3 separate regions of the Zea mays genome follow, and all the other regions are linked to region 2. The links are chromatin contacts, called in public Hi-C maps. All regions are on one chromosome and are shown on one strand. Each heading gives the region's core, a stretch centred on a gene start, on an enhancer-like site or on the middle of the called end of the contact. The rest is flanking DNA. Distances are from core to core; before and after follow the strand shown.

Region 1 (3,812 bases), core at 367-2,866, 430 kb before region 2:
CGGCTGTCGTGCGACAGCTGCGTTATGTGATTCCTTTTTTGTTATTTTTTTAACTATGATTTTTGTGACGGTCCAGTGCGGGGTCCTCACTCCTCTTATCTTCGGCCATCTCAGTGTTTGTTGAAACAAAAAGCCGAAGCTCGAACATAGTCGCGGTTACATTATCAGCAAGCCAAAGAACAAAGCCAACACAAGCTTGAAAGCATGGAAAATATTTTTTATCACAACCATCATATATATATATACAAAGCACTACTGCAAAGTGGCCCCCACGATTTAGAAGGTTTCGCTATTCTAGCGAGGGGAACGTGTTTTTTCGGACCTTCGGTTAAAGGCCTTCGTTCGTTTTACAGTCTGAATTTGTTACAAAGAAACAAACTAATACTGCGAGGGGCTACTGTTGGGGGCCTTCGTCTTCCGAAGGTCCTAAAAAACACGGCTAACGACCATTTGTTATCAGCATGTTACTAAGTGTTACAGGAGCTTCGTCATCAGAAAAGCTCCGCGGATAATAATGGAAGTGCAACGAAGTAAGCTTCGTTATGTTGACGCATGAAGGCGACGTAAGGAGAAGGTATTGTCCAAGCTGCTAAGTGCAAATGACAATATTATCCCTGTGATATTTGTAAACTTTGTGTGTAATTTTTGAGGGCATGAATGTAATATCGTACGAAGTTGTACGACTGCCTATAAATAGATGAATAGTACTTTGTATTGTTCACGCTGGATTGGAATCGCATTCACGTTTTTTCCTTCGAACAAGCCGAAGGTACAGATGTAATGTACATTATGTATTACTTTATTAATATATGAGATGTATTATAATATTGTTTAACATTTGATATGAAATGAATAAATGACATAATGTTACATCTGTAACTATGCTTTTTATATTTATGAATGATGAAAACTTATTTTTTATGACATTCGTCTAAGACTCATTATACTCGAAGGAAGATAATGCGCCGAAGGATGAAGATCCTTAACGTTTAACAATTGTGTTGTCTTATTTTATGGTTCCCAGTAATAAAAAATAAGTGACCAACACGTATATCGATGGTGACTTTAATTTTTTTATTTTTTTGAAATTTTTTTAAATAAAACCAGCTAAATTTGATAAAAAAATAAATAAATTATAAATTAGGGCGGAGAGAGCAGATTGTATCATCCGCCAACATGTCATTAGTTACAACCTAGAGATGTAAATCCTTTGCTAGCGCCGTACCGTTCTTGTAAACTTGACGTATAACCGAAATAAATATAAAAGATAAATAACAATAACCATCAAGAGAATCAAGAGACTAGACGTCCTGTTCTGATAGACGAAAAGTTGACCTTTTCTTTATAACAAATAGTCGAGGAACAAAATACTCATTTTTTCTTTTCACTTTTCAGCCTCTCCCAAGTGGGCCGTGCTACCGTCGAGCGTGGCTCAAGCCCAAAACGCACTCGATTCGCGCCATCGCGTTGTCGGGCCACCAGCTCACGGCCGCGGGCCGCCGCCGCCAAGCGAAACGGCACGCAGGGGCTCTGTCGCCTCGCCTGTCGCCTCCAACGTGCAACGGCTACCGTTCCCTGCCCCCCGACTCCCCGAGGCACCCCCTCCTCCCTCCTCGGCGAAACGACAACCACCCCGCCGGGGAGGGTAATCCAAGCGAGGGCGAGCCATCACCGTGCTGTTCCTCGTTTGCTGTCGCCTCGAAGAGCCTCCTCCGTTCCCTCTCCCTCGACCGATCGGCCGGTCTCACGGGGCATTTCGCGGGGCTGGTCGATCTCTCCCCGCTCATTCTGTCAAGGGATTGGTCGGTTGCCGATTCCGTGCGGCCGGATAACTCGGATTTATTCAGTTTTTCGGGTTCGCTACATGCGTGTGCGATGCCGGCCAGCTCCCTCCCGGCGTCCCCCGACGCCACCGGCGACATTGGCGCCGCGCTCGAGCTCGATCTCGAGGATCTCGCCGCCGGCGGCGGCACGGACTGCATCGGCGCGCTCGCCTGCGGCAGGAGCAGCTTCTCCTACCGCCGCCTCCCGGAGCCCCGCCTCCGCCTCACCGTTCAGAAGCTTGACGACTCCTTCTTCGGTACCCTCCGGATTGATCCTTGCGCCATTTACTTTTCCCCGAAAGGGATCGTGGATTTTTTATAGGGTAATTGTGGATTTCTCCACGTTTTGCCCGCGCACAAACAGACATTGAAATCGCGCGGTCGGCCACGGTGTGGGAGCTCAAGGTGACCATAGAGAACTTGTTCTCCGCCCTCTATGACGACACCCAGAAGACCATCTCTTGGTACGCGCCCATGGATTATTTTTTTTCTGATTTTGTTTATCTCCTATTGATGGTCAGTATGAAAACCATGAACTATTGGGTTTGCATTTCGTTACCACGAAATCGTGTTATGTGGTTGTCGATTTCAAATTTGCTGTTGTCTGCTTAAATGCGACTCTGAAATCTGAATGATGTTGGCAACTTAAACTTCAAGGCTGTTGCTTGCTTGTTGTAGGAATCACGTGTGGAGTCACTTCTGCTTATGCTTCAAGGACGAGAGACTGACGGATGACAAGGCAACATTGCGTGGGTTTGGTATAAGAGATGGTGATGTGGTACATGCACTTCCTTAAACAGCCATAGGTTCTTGGATGCATTTTTCCTTTTAGTGCCGACTAATTCTGCTCTGTCTTGTGAGATAAGCCAGAATATTACTTACCCTGCTTCATTTACCAAATAGAAGTTCCTGGATGCATTTTGCCTTTTAGTGCCGACTAATTCTGCTCTGTCTTGTGAGATAAGACAGAATATTACTTTTCCTGCTTCATTTACCAAACAGAACAAATACTACATGCCAAGTATTTTTGTAAAACACAATCCCCTTCTCCCCCCTGCATCTGCACAAGCACAACAGATACATGCTCAGCTCGCTCGATTCAGGCTGACTCTATTAACCCCAGTTGAGTGCTATATCCTATTGTATTAGATGTTCAGTAACAGTGATGCAGTCTGGACTGCTTCTATCATGTATTACGTTTCTTGAATCGGAAGGAAATTTACGATGTCATGATGATCTGGAATATGTGCGCTTGCAGTACCATAATATGCAAATAGGAAAAAAACATTACTGTCAAGCCATCCTGCTCAGATAATCAAATATATCAAAACTTTCCTAGCGGTATTTAAGGCTATCTCCAGCAACGTTCTCTATATCCATCATTTACAGTATTCTCTAAAATATTACATCATCTATATCTTCTTGCTCTTCAACAACGTTATTTAAATCACGTTCTCTATACGTAAATACCTATATTAGAGACATTTTTATTTTTTATTTTTTGTACATACGTATTTGTCATACTCTCAAATGTATTGTACATATTTTGATTTTGTTAAACCGGTTATTTAAAGTATTCAAATGGATAGAGGACTGTTTAGAGAAACTCTATATATAAAGAATCCAATAGCGTTCTCTAAATTTAGAGAACGTTGTTGGAGAGCGTAGAGAACCGTTTGATCCTCTATATTTATGGTAGAGGAGCCTTTAACAAGCCAGCCTTATCATTTATTGAGGATTGAGGTATTTTTTTGAGTATTTCTGACATGCTACACAAGTTTGAAACCTCATTTAAACTTTGCATTGCGATGTAGCCATCCTTGCTTTCCGTGCCATACCTTTTCTTATACTTTCTCCCCTCATGCAGCTTCATTTTGCCCAGCATCTGTCTGTTGACTACAGCCCATGCAGGGATCCTCCCAAAAACCAGAAGGAAGCGTCTCACACTCACAGAAGGTACCCAATATTATAAAGCCCTTAATTGAGGCC
Region 2 (3,821 bases), core at 684-3,183:
ATGAAGCAACTAATGAAACCAAAGACATCAAAACCTTTCCTGCAACAACATAGGGAATAAAACCCTAAGTAGGAAATTACTCAGCAAGACTTACCCGACTAAGAAAAAGACTCTCAAGGGCATGCTAGCTTTTTGGAGTCAAGGGAAAAGCTCATCAATTATCAAAGACTCCTTTTTGCAGAAAAGCAAGCTTACTAAGTAGATCCTTAAGCCAAGTTTTATTTCACAGGTTAGGTTATTACTTGAATCTACTAACCTGATTCTGGATTTGCCTAATCTAGATCATACACTTGGCCTACACTAGATCGTTTTTAATTGAATCTTTGTTATACTTGTTAACTACGATGCAGAGCAGTGATCCAGTCTTCATAACAGAGAAGTAACGGCGATCCGAATCGATTAGAATTTGCAAAAGTTGAGTGGCATGTATACAATTAACCCAATCGATTAATACCCAGCAGGGGATCTCCAACCACATGACATATGTAGCACTTAACCCTTGCATATGTCAACCCTTCCCTTGGATCCTCCACTACATGAACTGGTCCGCGCTACCTGGGAGCACATTACCCTACCATCCAGCCTCTTGCTAGGAGGATAACTGCTAGTCCCACCATCTCCCACGCCCGGTGCGCTGTTGTCTTTTCACGTATGGAATAGCCGGGTTCGGGCTTACCCATGACGAGGTATGTGGCCAGCTAAAAGGTCCTAGATCAATAGGCCTTCAATCGGTACAGTCCTTAATCGACACAGACGGTGACACTACAACCAGACACCGTTCTGGTGCAAGTCAACCGCCTGGCCTCAAGTTTACTTATGCTATTTCTCAAAACATTTGGCACCTGACAAAGGGGCCATGCCTGGATAATGAATTTCTCACTGCAGATGATTCCTTCATTATCCCAAGCCAATTTTCTTTTGGCAATTATGAGTCATAGATCAAAAACATTTTTTAATCTATCGCATGATTAAGCATCTCTAGCTTTTATAAATCAGGTGACAAGGTATGGTAATCAATTCTTTCAAGGAATGGTAATGCATCAAGTGTTTAATCAATCAACTCCTATCACCTAATGCATCATATAAGTGATAAAATTTTGTAAATACAAGGAGGGTGGCAAATGCACCGGGGCTTGCCTTTTTGCAGGAGAAGATCCAAAACCCTTCTATCACGACAATTAGTTAGATGGAATTCCACCACTAGATCAACAGTACTTGGAGCAGGCTTCTTCTTCAATGCCACTTCTTCTAGGTATTCTACAAGTCAATTACAAATACATGGATGCTTATGTAATGACATGAAATGCAAACTCTCATAAAGGAGAGGTGGGGAACATAAACATCCCTAATTAAGCACATGATAAGCTTACCTATACTTATACTTAACATTTGATCTAACGGTCTAAACTGAATTTAGTTGGACCAACCAGAGGACTAAACATACTAAGAATCACTAAATTTGCTGCCCATCAATTTATAGGTACTAACTCCTTTTATACATATATTAACACTAGATTTCTGGATTTTATATTTCTCTTTTAACTATTTTAATGTCCTATGGGAAAACCAACTCCAAATACATTCCAATTTTTTTACCCAGCTCCATCTTAGACATATTAAACTTACCCACAAATTTTCAATATTTTTGAAGCTATATTTCTATTTCTAAAATTCATTTAAGCCACTTAAAGGTACTTCTAAATAAATCAAAAAACTAACAGTTGCTGCAAAAACCCTATAGCTAATTTTTACAGGAACTACAGGTTTTCATGGACTCTGAAAAATTTGTTTCACTATGTTATCATTTTTCTACATTTTCTAGTGTAAGATATTTGATGTCGGGTAAAAGAAAAAGAAAAATGACTTAACAGTGATGGGCTGAAACTTATGGGCTTGGCCCCTGCACACAGGGAAAACAGCCGCGCACAGGTCGCCAACGACCGTATATGGAATTTTTTTTACTAACATCTCCTCGTAAGATCAGTTAACAGCGCAAAAGTCTGGTGCCCTAGTTTCTTGTTTCACTGACATCTAATGCCGAGACCCTCCTCTATTCCTTCATTTGTGAGTCCCGGTCCTCTACTCACCTCCGGTGGTACCCTAGGTCGAGCACCTGGCCATGGCACCAGCGTTCGCCACAGGTAACCTACTCTATTGGAAATAAACATTCCCGCACCAACTTTGGCCTTAGTTGACTAATCCCCTCAACCGGGTTGATCTATGCTGACCCTGAACCCCATCTATATCCGACGACAGGAGGAGCGCAACCTTGGTTAAGCTACGCCCAAGGCCATTTGGCAGTAGCGTTTAATCCGATGCCGCGGCTAGCATCAACAATACATCTAACATGTGATTCTTACACTGACTGACTTGGGGAACACTAGCCTCGTTGGTCGACGCGGACATGCTAGACAACAGCATTCACCAAAGATTCTATATCTTTCTAAGCACTGCACCACGAGAAACTTTAAACGGCTCGGCCAGAGAGATTTACGAGTACTTAATGGCTATAGAACACAAATAGGGCAAAAGAAATTTACCCTTGAAGCAGCTAACCACGGTGAAAGGGTGAAAAGGCTCGGCGTGGTCATCACGTCCAAGGCAACCAACGATATAGGACTGGGACACCCCTGTGATGTTTAGTAGAGAGTTGGAATGGTCATAGAACACCAGTTATTCAGTTTCAAATGACCAGAATCGAAGTAATGGGAGAGAGGCAGGAATGGTTTTAGACCCAATACTCCAAGCAAGACATAGTGTGCACGATGGGTTCACTAGGAGCCGGTTAAGGAGGGCTCTGGAATTCCAACAAAGACAGAGTTATGGCACGTGGTTGCACTACTATCTTCCACCCAGGATTCATGAACAGAGGGACACGGTGTGGTGGTTTAGTATGGCTTTGACAGCAATTTCAAGCAGCTGCGTCACCACCTTCAAGATAAGTTTCAGTCTGGCACTTGGGCAGTAAAAATACCCCACATAACCCCAAGCACAAGGACTAGTTGAAGCAGATCTTTACTCGCTGAGCAGAGAGGGTAAAAGAATGGGGCTCCATTTACTGACAGCACAACAAATCAACAGCTGAGTCACCAGTTTCTAGATGAGTTCCAGTTCTGCACCGTTTTCCCCCTCGTGTGGACAGCAAAAATATCCCACATGATCACCCCAAAACTCCCCACAAAAACTAGAAAATGGAAATATTTCTGTTGTAGATTTCTTTTTACTCAAGTCTGAACAAGTTCAGGTCAATAGTAGGATCAACTTAGCCTTCCTTTTTCTCCTAAGTTTATACAGCACCAGGTTCCCATGGCTTAAAGGAATTTATTCACCTATCGTGATCTCCCATTTTGCCACAAAACTCTCAATTCAAAACCACAGGACTTTGCTGCACAGGAACTCTAAACTGATCACTAACACTGAAATTCATTCTCTGCCAGATACTATTTCTAGTCTGAAAATTCAGACTACACTAACTGCGCTGAACTTCTTCAGTTCGACTGCAGAGCCAGATTCATCTTTCTTTTGCTCCCATTTCTTCATAGGGACAGAGCTACCTCCCCACATCAAACTTGCACACTATATGTTCTTCAACTCTACTTATAAAGATATGGCTTAATACACCAAGGATCAAGCACTAGAGAGCTTCAAAGTTGAGCCAAACACACAATGTCTGTGTGCTGAAACAAGGCTTGCACACTAATATATGTTCTTCAACTCTACTTATAAAGATATGGCTTAATACACCAAGGATCAAGCACTAGAGAGCTTCAAAGTTGAGCCAAACACACAATGTCTGTGTGCTGAAACAAGGCTAAGTCTGA
Region 3 (3,811 bases), core at 733-3,232, 410 kb after region 2:
GGGTCCGCGACCTCTGCTGCTTTTTACAATTGCTGCCGCCGTCTCGTGTTGTTGGCTGTTATAGCGGTGATCGATCACTCACTGTCACTGCCCGTTCTGCACTCACTTGATTGTAGGCCAGTTCACAACTCAAACTGTGCTGATGAGTGATGACTCTAGTACACGCTCCGGTTCAGCAGTTCGCAACTACTAGCAGTACATGATGCAACCGCTCACAGTTACAGCCACACGTTTTCACCTGTTTGGAACGCAATAATTTAGGGTTGATTTGGTGACAAGGGGATCCCGGTAGGATTAGAGGGGATTGAGGGGGAAATGAACTAATTTCCCCCTCAATCCCCTTCGATCCTCCCGGGATCCCGGATCACCAAATCAGCTCTTATCGATTTTTTTATCGAGTTCAATCATCGCATGATTCCAATAGAACAATGAGAAGTGCTTTGAGGATCCAGAGCTCCTGATGTGAAAGGAAGAGGCGGAGCTGCCGTTCTGTACTATCCTGGCTCTGATCCGTCATTTTGTTGGGTTGCGCTCGCGCTCGTGACTCGCGCAGTACAGCAAAGTGGAAACTGGAACAGCGGAAGAGACGTTCCAAATCGGCGCAGATCTGGCGCAACGCAACCAAGCGTCGGTTTTGGGCGCACATTGGCATCGGCGGATCAGCACAAATCACATCCCCTTTCTGAGCAAGCCGCGGCCACATCCGGTTATAGAAATGGCAGGCTCGATCTCGATTATTGCCAACCTCCGCTTCCGCTCCCGGCTTTACACCGCCGCTCTGTTCCTTTCTGGATTCAGAGCGACAGCCGCCGAAGAATAAACAAACGCGAGCTCCTCTGCTAAATACAACGGCCAGAGAACGACTAGTAGTAGTAGTAGTCTACGTAGCGCTGCTACACAGGACGGACGGGATCTTAATTAACACAATGCTTCGCATTGATCAGATCTGATTTGGTCCGTTTCCGGGTTTCTACGGCCGTGTGACGACGCCGACGCGCTCCGCGGCGGCGCGCATCACACCCTCCACCAGCTGCGGCATGCACACCTCGCCCACGGCCCCGGGCCCGCATCCGGCGCGGAGCCCCGCGCCGGACATGTACTTGCGCACCTCGGCGCGGATCATCTCCTGCATCGCGGCAACCAGCTCGCCGCTGAACGCGTACGACGACTGAGACGGAGCCGCCTGCGGAGGGAAGGCGGGTGGAGTAGACTGCGGCGACGGGGACGACGAGGGGGAGAGCTCCTGGAAGTGGCTCCGGGCGCTGTCGTGGTGGAAGCCCGACGGCGACTGGTCCAGCCCCGGCAGCGAGAGGGAGAGCGAGGTGAGCGGGTCCTCGTCTGCGACTGCTGGCGGGGGCGGAGGGCGCACGTCTGCGGCGCTGATGGCGTCGAAGCCTCCGGCGCGCGGGACGGGACGGAACACCTGCGCGGCGCCGCAGCCGTGGCTGAGGTCGCTGCGGTCCGACGCCGTCGGGCTCCCCGGGCCAGGGCTTGCGCGCTTGCACGCCCGCTCAGCATCGCTGCCGCTGGAGGTCGCCGTGGCGGTGGCGAGCTTCCGCTTGAGCGACGAGTTCCAGTGGTTCTTAACGGCGTTGTCGGTGCGCCCCGGGAGAAGGCGCGCGATGGCGGCCCACCGGTTGCCCAGCCGGGCGTGCGCGGCCAGGATCGCGGCGTCCTCCTCGGGCGTGAAGGGGCGGCGCTCCACCTGCGGCGACAGCTGGTTGCACCACCGCAGCCGGCACGACTTCCCCGACCGCCCCGGGATGCCGCGCCCGATCGCCGTCCAGTTCCGCGCGCCGTGGCGCTCCACGAGACGCCGCAGCGCCTCGTCCTCCTCGGGGCTCCAGGGGCCCTTTATCCTGTCGCACTCCGACTCCACTCCCATCGCTGCTGGAACACGGCACGGATTAGCAGCTGCCGCTGGCACTGGCACTGGCGGTGTGAGATTAGCTCGATTGGGACGTCTCGATCCGTGGCTGGAGGAAGGGGAAGGCGAAGCCGGGCATTATATAGCGGGTGACCGGGAGCGGCCGGTGGCTTCGTCACCGGGGTACAGCTGGCGAGGTGCCACCTCATGCTCGGGGCTCGCGTCGTTTCCTCCCGTCTCGATGGCAGGTGGGGTCGGGAACATTTAGGTCCCGTCTGGCAGTGGTAGCGCGGAGCCGACGGGCTGAGCGGGGGACCAAGGCAGTTTGGCTGTTAATCAAAGGGTCCCCGGGCGGTTTGAAATTTGAATTGTTAGTTTTTTTCGGTGGTTCCGTACCGTCAAACGCACGAGAACGTTAAAACTGACCAACGAAAATAGGGGCACCTCAGCTTTTATTCTAGCAATGGCTGAAGCTCCACGACAGCTTTCTAGTATATACAACAGCTTTTTCGGTGGCATTTTAGTTTCGAAATAAAATCAGTTGTTTAAATTCATCGTAAAAATAGTAGAAACTAGTATGAATTAAACCCAAACAGAAAATGAAGAAGCAGCGGCCACAACCAAAAGAAGCAGAGATCCGGTTTGTACACGAATGGATACATAAGTTTAGAGGCACTAAACCCACAGATCACCTTACCGAGCGAGAACGTAATCCTAGTTTTATGTATTCTGATTTCAAATTTGAAAATATAGAAGTCAAATTTTGTTCAACAAAATGGTTTTTGGAAATCACAAACAAGAATGTAATCCCTGCTATAACCCAACTACCAAAGGAACGAACAAAATTCTAGTCACCGGATTCTTTTTATTTATCGTGTTTTATTCAAAAATAAACTAGGGAGTGACAAATATTCGAAAATTGAGATAGCAACATTTATGTGAATTTTAAAGTTGAAACGGTCCATGATGCTAACTCACTGGAGTTCCTTCCTTCTACTGAGTAGCTTTCTTCCACTGAGTAGCAGTAACATTCGCTCTCGCCTGCAGAAGGTTCGGAGGACTAGTTTTGATTTTTTTTTTTATTTTTTAATCCGGTGGCCGGGCAAGAGTTCCTTCCAGCCTTGTTCGGTTACATAGGATTGCACCCGGAATCGTTCCGGTTAATCAAAATTTATATAAATTAGAGAAGCAATTCGGCTCGGAATCGTTCCGACCCACCAATCCGACATAAACGAACAAGACCTCCAACGGAACCCATCAATCCATCCATCGGTCCATCCCCCTTGGAGCTGGAATCAAATCATGCAAGCTCAGCGCAGAGCGGCACGGCGCGTGTACCCGACCCGCGGCCCATCCCGGCGAATTGATGAGTCGCCCGTGCCGCGCCAGTCCCCGTCCGCCCCAACCCCCAAACCCCTGCCCGCGCGCCCGTACATGTGTACAAGCCGGACAGTACGACCGCTGTGCGCGACGGTTGGGAGGGGAGTCTCCCGCCACCGCACCGATGGGACCCGGTCCGCCGCTGACAGCTCGGGCGACGCAGCGGCCGGTCCCGCGGGGCAGCGAGGGAGGCACGCGGTGGGCCGACAGGGGAGGAAGGCGACAGGGGAAGGGGCGCGGCGGTTTGCGGGTGGCGGGGCCCGGGGCCAGGCTGGAGCGCAATCTCTCGGGGCAAGGGTGGGGCGCGCGGGGCAATAAAACCGGCGCGATTTCGTGGAGGGAGGAGGGCATGGCAGTTATGGGCACAGCTCAGCTCCCGCGGCCCAGGTGTCTCTCCTGTGCGTGTGCGTGTGCGCTCGCTCTGACGCGCCTCGAGCCCACGAGTGGCTCGTACCCGTACGGCCGGCACCCGGCAGGAGCTGGCACTGCCACTGCTGGTGTGACTGTGAGTTGAGTCTAGAATAAAAAAACGTGCCCGGTTATTACCGGACCGGCCGCTGGATC

What was found. A called contact is a pair of places that touch in the nucleus more often than the background predicts.
Region 1: a Hi-C map of leaf shows a contact between it and region 2, with 6 times the contacts expected there. The contact joins the promoter of LOC100304237 here to the enhancer-like site in region 2. A contact is called at or near these places in 7 of 25 Hi-C or Micro-C datasets (bundle sheath, leaf, seedling and 1 more).
Region 3: a Hi-C map of leaf shows a contact between it and region 2, with 3 times the contacts expected there. The contact joins the promoter of LOC100281240 here to the enhancer-like site in region 2. A contact is called at or near these places in 5 of 25 Hi-C or Micro-C datasets (bundle sheath and leaf).

What each region holds. Positions count from the first base shown.
Region 1 is chr5:101,708,341-101,712,152 of Zm-B73-REFERENCE-NAM-5.0, reverse strand. LOC100304237 (Ubiquitin-like superfamily protein) reads left to right here and starts at 1,616. Exons shown (of 5, transcript NM_001165682.1): 1 at 1,616-2,080; 2 at 2,188-2,287; 3 at 2,502-2,601; 4 at 3,691-3,779. The coding sequence starts at 1,876.
Region 2 is chr5:101,273,978-101,277,798 of Zm-B73-REFERENCE-NAM-5.0, reverse strand. No RefSeq gene overlaps it. Among protein-coding and RNA genes, the nearest start is that of LOC103626754, 18 kb to the right of the region's middle. Within about 2 kb of position 1,933, at least 5 of the 20 cell types and tissues checked have an H3K27ac peak or open chromatin away from gene starts, as enhancers often do. A contact at or near this core is called in leaf, where this site is marked.
Region 3 is chr5:100,863,698-100,867,508 of Zm-B73-REFERENCE-NAM-5.0, reverse strand. It overlaps LOC100281240, which reads right to left and starts at 1,982. Exons shown (of 1, transcript NM_001154159.2): 1 at 646-1,982. The coding sequence starts at 1,885. The coding sequence ends at 971.